2 separate regions of the Mus musculus genome follow, and region 1 is linked to region 2. A link is a contact called in public HiChIP or PLAC-seq data. All regions are on one chromosome and are shown on one strand. Each heading gives the region's core, a stretch centred on a gene start, on an enhancer-like site or on the middle of the called end of the contact. The rest is flanking DNA. Distances are from core to core; before and after follow the strand shown. Region 1 holds the start of Tab3 (TGF-beta activated kinase 1/MAP3K7 binding protein 3). Region 2 overlaps Dmd (dystrophin, muscular dystrophy).

Region 1 (4,431 bases), core at 149-2,648, 1.1 Mb after region 2:
GATTTGCTTCCACAAACCGTCTTCTAAGCATCTAAACTGGACCCTCCCCATTCCCCCCCATCCCAGGCAGTCTATGTTCCCCTTTCTTCCCATTCACTTTACATGATGGAGGACTACTCAGTGACTAAAAGCAATGACTTCATGAAATTTACATATAGCCTTTAAAAATATAGATGCTGCATACAAGAGAAAGGACACATCGGAATGTCTTATTCCAATTAATATAATTATTTCCAGTTTCATCCATTTTCCTGAAAATACATAGTTTGTCTTCGTAATAGTATAAAATTCCACATTTTTACATGCCTCATTTTATCCACTCATCTGTCGGTGAGCATCTTGGCTGATTCTTTATCTTGGCTGTTGTGAGTCGTGCTATATAGTACATGTAAATGTACAAGTATGTCTGTGGTATGCTTGGAGTCCTCGGGTGTATATTCCAGAATGATATATCTAGGTCATGTGGAAGTTCTATTTCTAGTTCTTTTTCTTCTTTGAGCGATGGCATCTCTCTTTGAATCCTATCTCTGTTTATTTATACCATAAAACTTTTTTCCTGTCCTCCATCTCAGACCAATATTTGTGTGTGTGTGTGTGTGTGTGGTCAGAGCATTATGTTCCTCAATAGTAAGTGTATAGGAAATTGAACAATACTTATTTGACTCTATGAATCAAAAGAAAAAAATACTAGAAAAGGAGTTATTTGTGTGCAAAACCCGACAACAGTTGTTTTCTCCGAAGAGCATGGTAATGTGAACCAACAGAATGAAAGAGCATCGGAGACTTTCTGAACACCAGGGTCACAGCAGAGATCAGGAGGAGCAAAGGACTTGGAGGACTTCTGGGAGCGTCTAAGCCTGTTTTAATCTTCGGAGCCTATGTGGGATGCCAAGCCTTAAGAGATGCATCTCAGTTTGGCTCCTGACCATGCGGAGCGCTTTACTGGGTTTCGCTCTGTAACTCCGCCCCACACCTCAGGAGGAAACAGGTACAAACTCCGAGCAGGGTTCTCACTTTAGAGGCAGTTCTGGGAAGCGGCAGAACCCACGGTCTCGCGCAGGCGCACTAAACTCCCCCAGTGCGGGGGCGGGGCCCAGCTCGGACCTGGGCGAGCCCTCGCGGCGGGGAGGAGGGAGGGAGATTCATTTATCACCTTTCCTGTGGGGACCCCGCCCTCTGGTTCCCGTGGGGAAAGCCTCGCGAGATCGCTTACAGCAGGCCCGGGCGGTGCCATCTTTGTGTCTGGCGAGCGAAGGCGCCCGACGGAAGCCCTGAAGCCGGCAGCTCTTTGGCCCAACCTCTCCCAGAGACCGGATCCAGGAAATACGAGGCGGGCTTCAGTGGGAGGGACGCCGCGAGGGAGGAGGAGGAGGCAAGGGGGCGGCGGCAGCGGCGGCGGCGGCTCACACCGGATCTGCCCTCGGCACGGCGCGCAGTCAAGGGGGTTCGGCCGGGGAAGCCGTGCCCGCCCGGACCCCCCGTGGGAGCCTGCGGACGGACCGAGGGCCGGGCGGAGGAGCCCGGAGCGGCCGCGGGGGCTCGGTGAGTGGTGGCGGGGAGGCCCGGCACCTGCCCGAGGCTAGGACTTCGGAGGTGCCCTGGGGTCGTCCTAGTGACCCCGCGACCACGACGTTGGGCGTGGGCGAGACTGCGGGTGTCGGCGGGGCTCGTCCCGGCCTCTGGCTCTCAGCCGGCCCGGGTAAGTACCTGGCTGCGGGAGGTTTGCGCAGGGCCTGTCGTGGCGGCTGCGCCCGCCAGGACGCCCCGAACGCCCCGAGGCCGAGGGGAGAGGGAGTGGCTGCGGGTTGGGGGTGGAGGGGCTTGATCGCTATCAGCCCTCGCGGGAGAGGCGAGGATGCCTTTCCTCCTGGGCTCCTGGACATCCTGCAGAACGCACCTCTATGGACAGGTTTGAAGTCCGGGTTAAGGCGTTCGAGGGATTAGGACTCGCAGAACTAAGGCTGATTCTTTTAAAGGTGTTGGGACCTGTGCGCAAGGTTAGTAGTGGTAGAAATGATTGTCGTGGAAGTGGTTTGCAAATAATTGTTGGCAGGTGTTGAGGAAAGCTAAGATACTGTCGTCTTTTAAAGATGACACTGAACAGCCGCCCTCTGAGGTCCAACAACAGATTAGAGTTGGTCCTAGTTGGAGGTTTATAGTTTACTACCGCGTATCTGCTTATAAAGTGGATTAAGTAGGATAGGAGGAGGGAAGATGTAGGCAAGGTGAAGGAGAAAGTAAGCTGCACAGTAAAGAACCAAAAGTTCAGATTCAAGACACGTTGAAGTATAAAAAACTGCCTGTTCTGAAGCATAACATTTAGAATTTGGTTGTTGCTGGGGAAATTGCCTGTTAGTGGTGCAAGGCAGGGCTCTTTGGTTGTGGGCTTCAGTAACCTTTGTCAATTTTTATCATTTATAATGTATTTAGGAGTTTGTAAACGGAAAGGAAGGAGCAGTGTAAAAGAACAACTTGATGAACCCGGCTTGCTCTGTACTTTGTTAGTGGGTGGGGGTCGGGGGCTTACTTTTTGCTTTATGAGTGATTTATAGGACTATAAAAGAACACACTTAGAAAGGACGCATGGTTGAGAAGTTTTTGGATTTTTTTAAATGGAGATTTAACTATAATATTCAATTACAAAGTACACTATCTTCTATGGTAACTTTTCTCAATGAACACTGGAAGTCAGCAAGCACGTCTTCAATTCTACATATACGTAATTTGTAATCAGTGGGTTATGTAATTTTTACAAACGTACAGTCCCCCTCCCCTTTCTCCTAGAACTTGTTTAATCAAGACAAAGTTGGCTTTAGGGAAGGTAGATAATAAATATATGATTCCTGACGTTACATCTGACAAGGCATAATGAATGTCCAGTCGCCCTGACTTTTCTTCTGTTATGTGACATATTCTTTAATTGCAGGCAACCCTGTGCAGTTTGTGTTGGAGCAAAGTGAGCTGAGTATCTGCAGTCACTGGACTTGGTAGGCAGTATGCATTTTAATTGAATCCTAAGTGTTTCTCGATGTTAGAGACAATGTCTATTGCACAGATAACAGCATAAAACTTCAGTATTCTTCTGTAGCTTGCTTACATAGCTGAGGTTATATAGTGCGTAAACTGCAAAGCTAGAACTCAGATTCTTGTATATCTAAGTTTAGAGCATGTGTTCTTTCTAGATACGCTGTATGTGTTTATGTGCTGGCATCAATTTATTGAAAGTGGAAATTTTTTATTGTAAAGAAACCATTCAATTCTGTTGAAGGTTTTCGTGTGTCTTAAAAGATAATCTCAAGTATTTTTTTTTTATTTTGGATGTGTCCATTTTTTAGACGGAGGTATGGTTTGAGCTAATGTGTAAAGATTCTAAATAGTTAGCAGTGACCTATACCTGAAATTCATGGTTTTGGTAACTTCACCTTAGTGTACCCAAGATACTTCAAAGAATAAATGTTTTGTTTACTCTGATCTTGAATTATATTTATAATTGTACTACTAAAGTAAATAGCAAGTGTTCACAGGGGCCTTGGGTTGTGATAGTGTCCACAGGTCCTTCTTAGACCTCAGAACAGTACTTGTTAGGCAATTTTGCTGTTCTTCTTTACATTTAGTCCCAAAGTTTTAGAGTTAGATTGCATTTTGCAAAATATACGGCCAATATTAGGGCAAGCAGCAGCATCTCTTATGGGCCTAGGGGTGGACAGATTTTAGATCTTCCAGAGCAGCGAGTTTCCGAGCCTTTAGTGAAGTCACAGGGACACTTTGCAGAGGTGTTAGGTTGGGAAAGGCATGGCTTTTGGCTCCCACTGCTCTCTGCTGTTGGGTCTCTTGACGTGCTGTTGAGCTCGTCCTCGTCCTAGCTCTTATCTCTGTTGAAGAGACAGGCCCCACATCTGGGTAGAGTTCAGCTGGAAGAAAAGCTAGAGCAGTAGGGGGTGGGGTGGGGAGGAAGATGACACCTAAGTGGTGTTCATCCTCCAGCAGGTCATTCGGCCAGAGTTAATTATGTGGTTAATTATCTTTGGCTGGAAATTCTAGAAATGTTTTGCAGTTTGGGATCTTTTTTTTTTTTTTTTTCTAAAGATGTAAATTGTTTTAGAAGTCTTCCTGGAATGGCCCTGTCTCACAGACATGGAGAAAAGATTTCTGAGTTTCTCAGTCTGGGTATGTGTTCTATGGAGTATGGGGCTGGTTTAAATAACACCTTGTAATCTTGACGGACAATCTTTGGGTTGAAGGAGCAAGTTTTTAATTATAGTTGTACTCCCAAGAAAGAGTTAAATATACTTTACTTGGGAAGGTAATTACTCCTGGTATTTGGCCTATTAGAGTGGAAAATATTGACAAATGAGAAAACCTACCTAGAAGTAAACAGAAAGCCTTTCTGACATATTTTATATCATCACTATATAAAAAAGCACACCGGGA
Region 2 (4,371 bases), core at 1,521-4,020:
CTTCTAAAAGTTATGCCTTTATTTGACCTTTATGTTAAATATACTGGGTCTTGGCCATATAGTCTTTGAACATAGTCTAGATATATATAGAGACTACAATCTTATCCATGCTTATATGAGTGAATTTTCCAGACAAAGTTTGACAAGAGTACTCTGTCTTCCTCATCTCTCTTTCTATCATAGCATCTAAATCTTAAAATTAAAGCATCTTGGGATGATTTAGGTCTTAAAGCTTACAACCAAACTCAGGGAATCGAAGTGATTTAAGTAAAAAGGCATGAATTCTTTCTGTGTATTTATTCTTTCTCTTCTGGAATTTAAGAGGCCATAAGATATGAAAGCATTGAGATTATAAACCTGTTTCTCCCTCAGTGTTGCTATTTAGTTCTGTTTATTCTCCCTGTTTTCTGTACTAGTTCACCTTCAGTCAGCAATTGTACTACACAAGCCAGTTTAGTAAACTGGTTTTGTGTGTGTGTGTGTGTGTGTGTGTGTGTGTGTGTGTGTATGTGTTATATTGAGACCTGATATTCTAAAACATATCTAGTGATTTCTTTGTTGAATAGTTGTGGTAAATATGTGAACTCCATTGGATAGCAAAGCTATACAATAAAATAGAAATGAATATCGGTTGGAATTTCTTAAAATCAACATACAGACCAGAAACTTAATGTTTGTCATGAATTCTGGGAAGCCAGCCCTGCTGTTTTATATCCTATGTCCCTGCCAACCCACTTACTTAACCTTTTATCTCTAACTTCGACCAGTTAGTTACTTCTAATTACTACTTCTTAGCATTTATTTGTTCCAAAAGTATGAAAAGGCACTAGGCTATTATTCATCTCTGCTAGCTAGTGTTCCAATGAAACACACATCTAGGTTTAAATTTACTTTCCCTATGTGGTTAAAGCTGAAGTGTTCTAGTAAAAGATGCTGTGGTAAATACAGTTGGTACAAGTAGGTTGAGTGAAATAAATGAGTAGACAAACCTGGACAGAAAAGCTATGGCCCATAGTAAGCCATGTTAACAGAGGAATGAAGTAATGGTAGCAGAATAACTAAATGAATGACATTGGTCATATTACACATGAATATTAATTTAAAGAAGTTATGATTATAGTTAGTGAAACTCAAGATGGAAATAAACATTAAGATCTGTATGATCGCAAATGTTAAGTTCTTTATATATTTCTGTTATTGACTGCTTTGATCCTTAAAATGACTCTAAAGAACAAAAATTATTTTACTGCAATTGCAGAAACTGAATTTGAGGAAACTCAAAACGGAAGACTTTTACTTTCTATCTCTACTCCATTGTTCTTTTAACTACAATAGTGAAATTTAGGAATTGATTTATCCAATAACAGCCTTTGAATCGAGGAAGATGTAATTTGAGGTGAATAAAAATGTCTCCATTTTATAGTGTAAAAGAGTAGAGTAGTGCTTTTTAAAATCACTATTTCAGATATTGATTAATAACATCATTTCAACTAAAAGTTCTAAAGCAGAAATTTTCAGTTTATTCTATGAAAAGCCAGATAGTAATTATTCTTGGATTTTAGGTGAAAAAAAAGTCAGCCAAAATGATCTAACTATACTACTGAAGTACAAAATCAACCCTAGAGAGCTTCTAAATGAACAAATGTGATTGTGTTCCAATAAATCTTTAATTATAAATCTGGACGTTGGAACAGACTTAGCCCACAAACTGCCGTTTCCTGATGTCCCTTTAAAATAAAGTCTTGCTGATACATTATTACCTAATAAAGTAAACATAGACCATGAGATACATTTATATTTTACCTTTCTTCATAGAGAGAATAGTTATAATCCTAGGTGGTTCTAATAGTTATTCAAAACCAATAGTACCACTTACATACATAAAAGGGAAATTTGTAAAAGCAATTCATGATGGAAATAAAGAAAATGCTTGCAACAATTTGTGAAACTATTGTTAGTGTTCCACAATCATTTGCTAAAAGGGTTAGTAATGATTGTAACACTGAGTCTGGAAAATTTGCCCCTACCTTGGAGGATATTTTCCTGTCCTAGCAGCCAAACACTATGAAAAGTAGATAACTAAATGTTACATTCTTTTAATTTTATGAAAATGAGTTCCATATACTTACTTACTGAGGCACTTTTAGGTATATCTACAAAGAGCTGATCATTTCTGTATCACATGAAATCTGATCATTGTTCACAGTTTGAGAGATGATAATGTTAAATATCACATCTAGGTTTTCTTTTAACTTTATGGTTTGCACATTTACACAGGTAAATAACTCCCCCAAATATATATCAAACTACCATGTAAACCGAGTAGATGTTAAGTTATGAACTAGTGAGAAAGGTAAAATATGTACTAAGAAGCAACAAAGATGTCACCATCAGTGTGATAAAAAAGCCACGTCCAATGCATGGCTACATTTATGGGCAAAGTTCTCTGAGTATGACTGTTTGCATTCCTAAAATCTACTCTGCATCCTGTTAGATTCTACCTTCCTATCCATAACCCAAAATATTACTTACTGTGTTTCATCTGGGCTGTTCTTAGCTCTAATTGGCTACCCCTCATGGCCATGCTGTTATGGCTCAGCTAACCCATGGTGTTTTTTTCTTCTCTTCAGCACGTTCCTCTTGTCTCCCCTGGAGGCTTCCTTCTGCTTCTCCCAAACCCAGCAAAACTTAACCCCACCTATGTATCTTCTCTGTAGCTATTGGCTGTCAGCATCTTTATTCACCATGAAGAATTAACATGGAGGCTGGGTCAGACACCAGCTCTTCACGGCCTGCACTTAGCATTACAATAGATCCTACAAGACAAAACCTCAACCCCAGTGTTGAAACCCCCCCTGTGTCTCACAAGAAAAGGGAGGCAAGCTGAGGCTGAAAAGAGAGGGGAAACTAGGCGGTGGAGAGAAAAATGGAGCTAAGACAAGGTTCCTGATCAAGACTCAAATGTTTAATTTCAAATGCGCTTATAAAGTGTGTTGTGGAGGGAGGCCCATTCCCGCCAATTCATCCTTGGAGCCTGGAACCAGCTGCAGGTGACAACATGCAGGATAGGGTGTAGTCTCCAGAATAGCTCAGGGGCCTCTCAGCCGGAGGAAAGGTGGCATTGGCAATGGCCGAACAATAGAGTAATCTAGGGAGGAAGGCTCCACTTTAGGTAATCTCCTTAGTGGCAGCAAGGTCAAGGTCTGGCTCAGCCTGCTTCAGGCTGGGGGAGATTACAATTTCCTCGCTGTTATTAATATTAAAAAAAACTGGACTGAGGCATAAAATTTATTTATGCTCTATAGTCCTACCTGGGAGTTATGGTGGTTGGCGGCTGTGCCTGTCTTAGGAAATCTTAGTTCTTCCCAAACCATCCAATTCTGTCTTGGAGGCTAGGTGCAGCTTGTTTGTGTTATATTTCACATAAAACATGGCTCTGTGGTGTGTTATCAACAGCCATGGCCTTTTGGCATGTACCTCTGTCTTAGATTGGTATGGTTCTGAGATCTGGATGTCCATCATTGACTGTCCGGCCCTCATTAGCACACCTTATTCCCAATTCAGACCAAAGCAACAATATGTACTTAGAATGCTTCTTGATGAAGATTAATAACTACCACCTGCGCTGTTGGAGGCAAGGGTGCACACCCGCTACAGTCTGAGGGGTGTTGACTAACCTGCTTGAAAAACAAAGTTGAGACAGTGAAAAGCAATAGTACAAAAGCTTCTTTACTGAAGCCCAGGTACTCCATTCAATTGCAAATTAGCAACGTTCAAGCTTAGACTTAGAGCTCCTGGTGTGGGGGAGTGGCTTTAAGAATTGCAGCAGGGCTGCAACTTCTCTGGGAGTGGAGGCTGTGCTCCAAATTAACTTTGCTAGGTAATTAAGATTTTAGCTATTTTCTATTTTATTTGCTAGGAATCTCTAATACTGGAATTATTACTAGACCAGTCCAAGATTTAGTTAGAATAACTGGTCACAATGAGGGAAGGAGAAGAATCACTATAACTCTTTCTTGTGACTAATCTTTCTAAGTCAGATTACACAGTCTCTAATGTTCTATGTCCCATAAGGTTTAAAAAGCTTGAAGCAAGGCAGCTTCTAAAGGATATCTAAAGCACTGAGTTAGACTTATAAGTAGTTGCCAAAGGATATGTTATGGTAGAATTACAGGAGGAGAATCAAAATAAAATTGTATGCTTTTGAAAGTATAAGAATCAATAATATTTAATTGGAAGATGTGATGGTTCCTATTGATTTGTTGACATCACAGGATTTATTATCACCTAAGGAAACAGGGTCCAAACCTATCTGTGAGGGGTTATTTGACTTAGCTTAACCTTTAGCTGTATCTGTGAGGGATTATGTAG

Evidence for each region. HiChIP or PLAC-seq counts read pairs in DNA pulled down with a chosen protein or histone mark.
Region 1: an H3K27ac HiChIP or PLAC-seq map of embryonic stem cells shows a contact between it and region 2, with 4 times the contacts expected there. The contact joins the promoter of Tab3 here to the enhancer-like site in region 2. A contact is called at or near these places in 3 of 39 promoter capture datasets (cranial neural crest, hippocampal neurons and stem cell-derived epiblast-like cells), 1 of 484 Hi-C or Micro-C datasets (embryonic stem cells) and 5 of 115 datasets of contacts at active chromatin or transcription factors (embryonic stem cells and stem cell-derived neural progenitor cells).

Annotation. Positions count from the first base shown.
Region 1 is chrX:85,572,624-85,577,054 of GRCm38.p6, forward strand. It overlaps Tab3 (TGF-beta activated kinase 1/MAP3K7 binding protein 3), which reads left to right and starts at 1,399. Exons shown (of 10, transcript NM_001358447.1): 1 at 1,399-1,699; 2 at 2,927-2,987.
Region 2 is chrX:84,440,436-84,444,806 of GRCm38.p6, forward strand. All of the region lies in intron 50 of Dmd (dystrophin, muscular dystrophy), which reads left to right. Among named protein-coding and RNA genes, the nearest start is that of Gm52441, 70 kb to the right of the region's middle. Within about 2 kb of position 2,771, at least 9 of the 459 cell types and tissues checked have an H3K27ac peak or open chromatin away from gene starts, as enhancers often do. A contact at or near this core is called in embryonic stem cells and stem cell-derived epiblast-like cells, where this site is marked.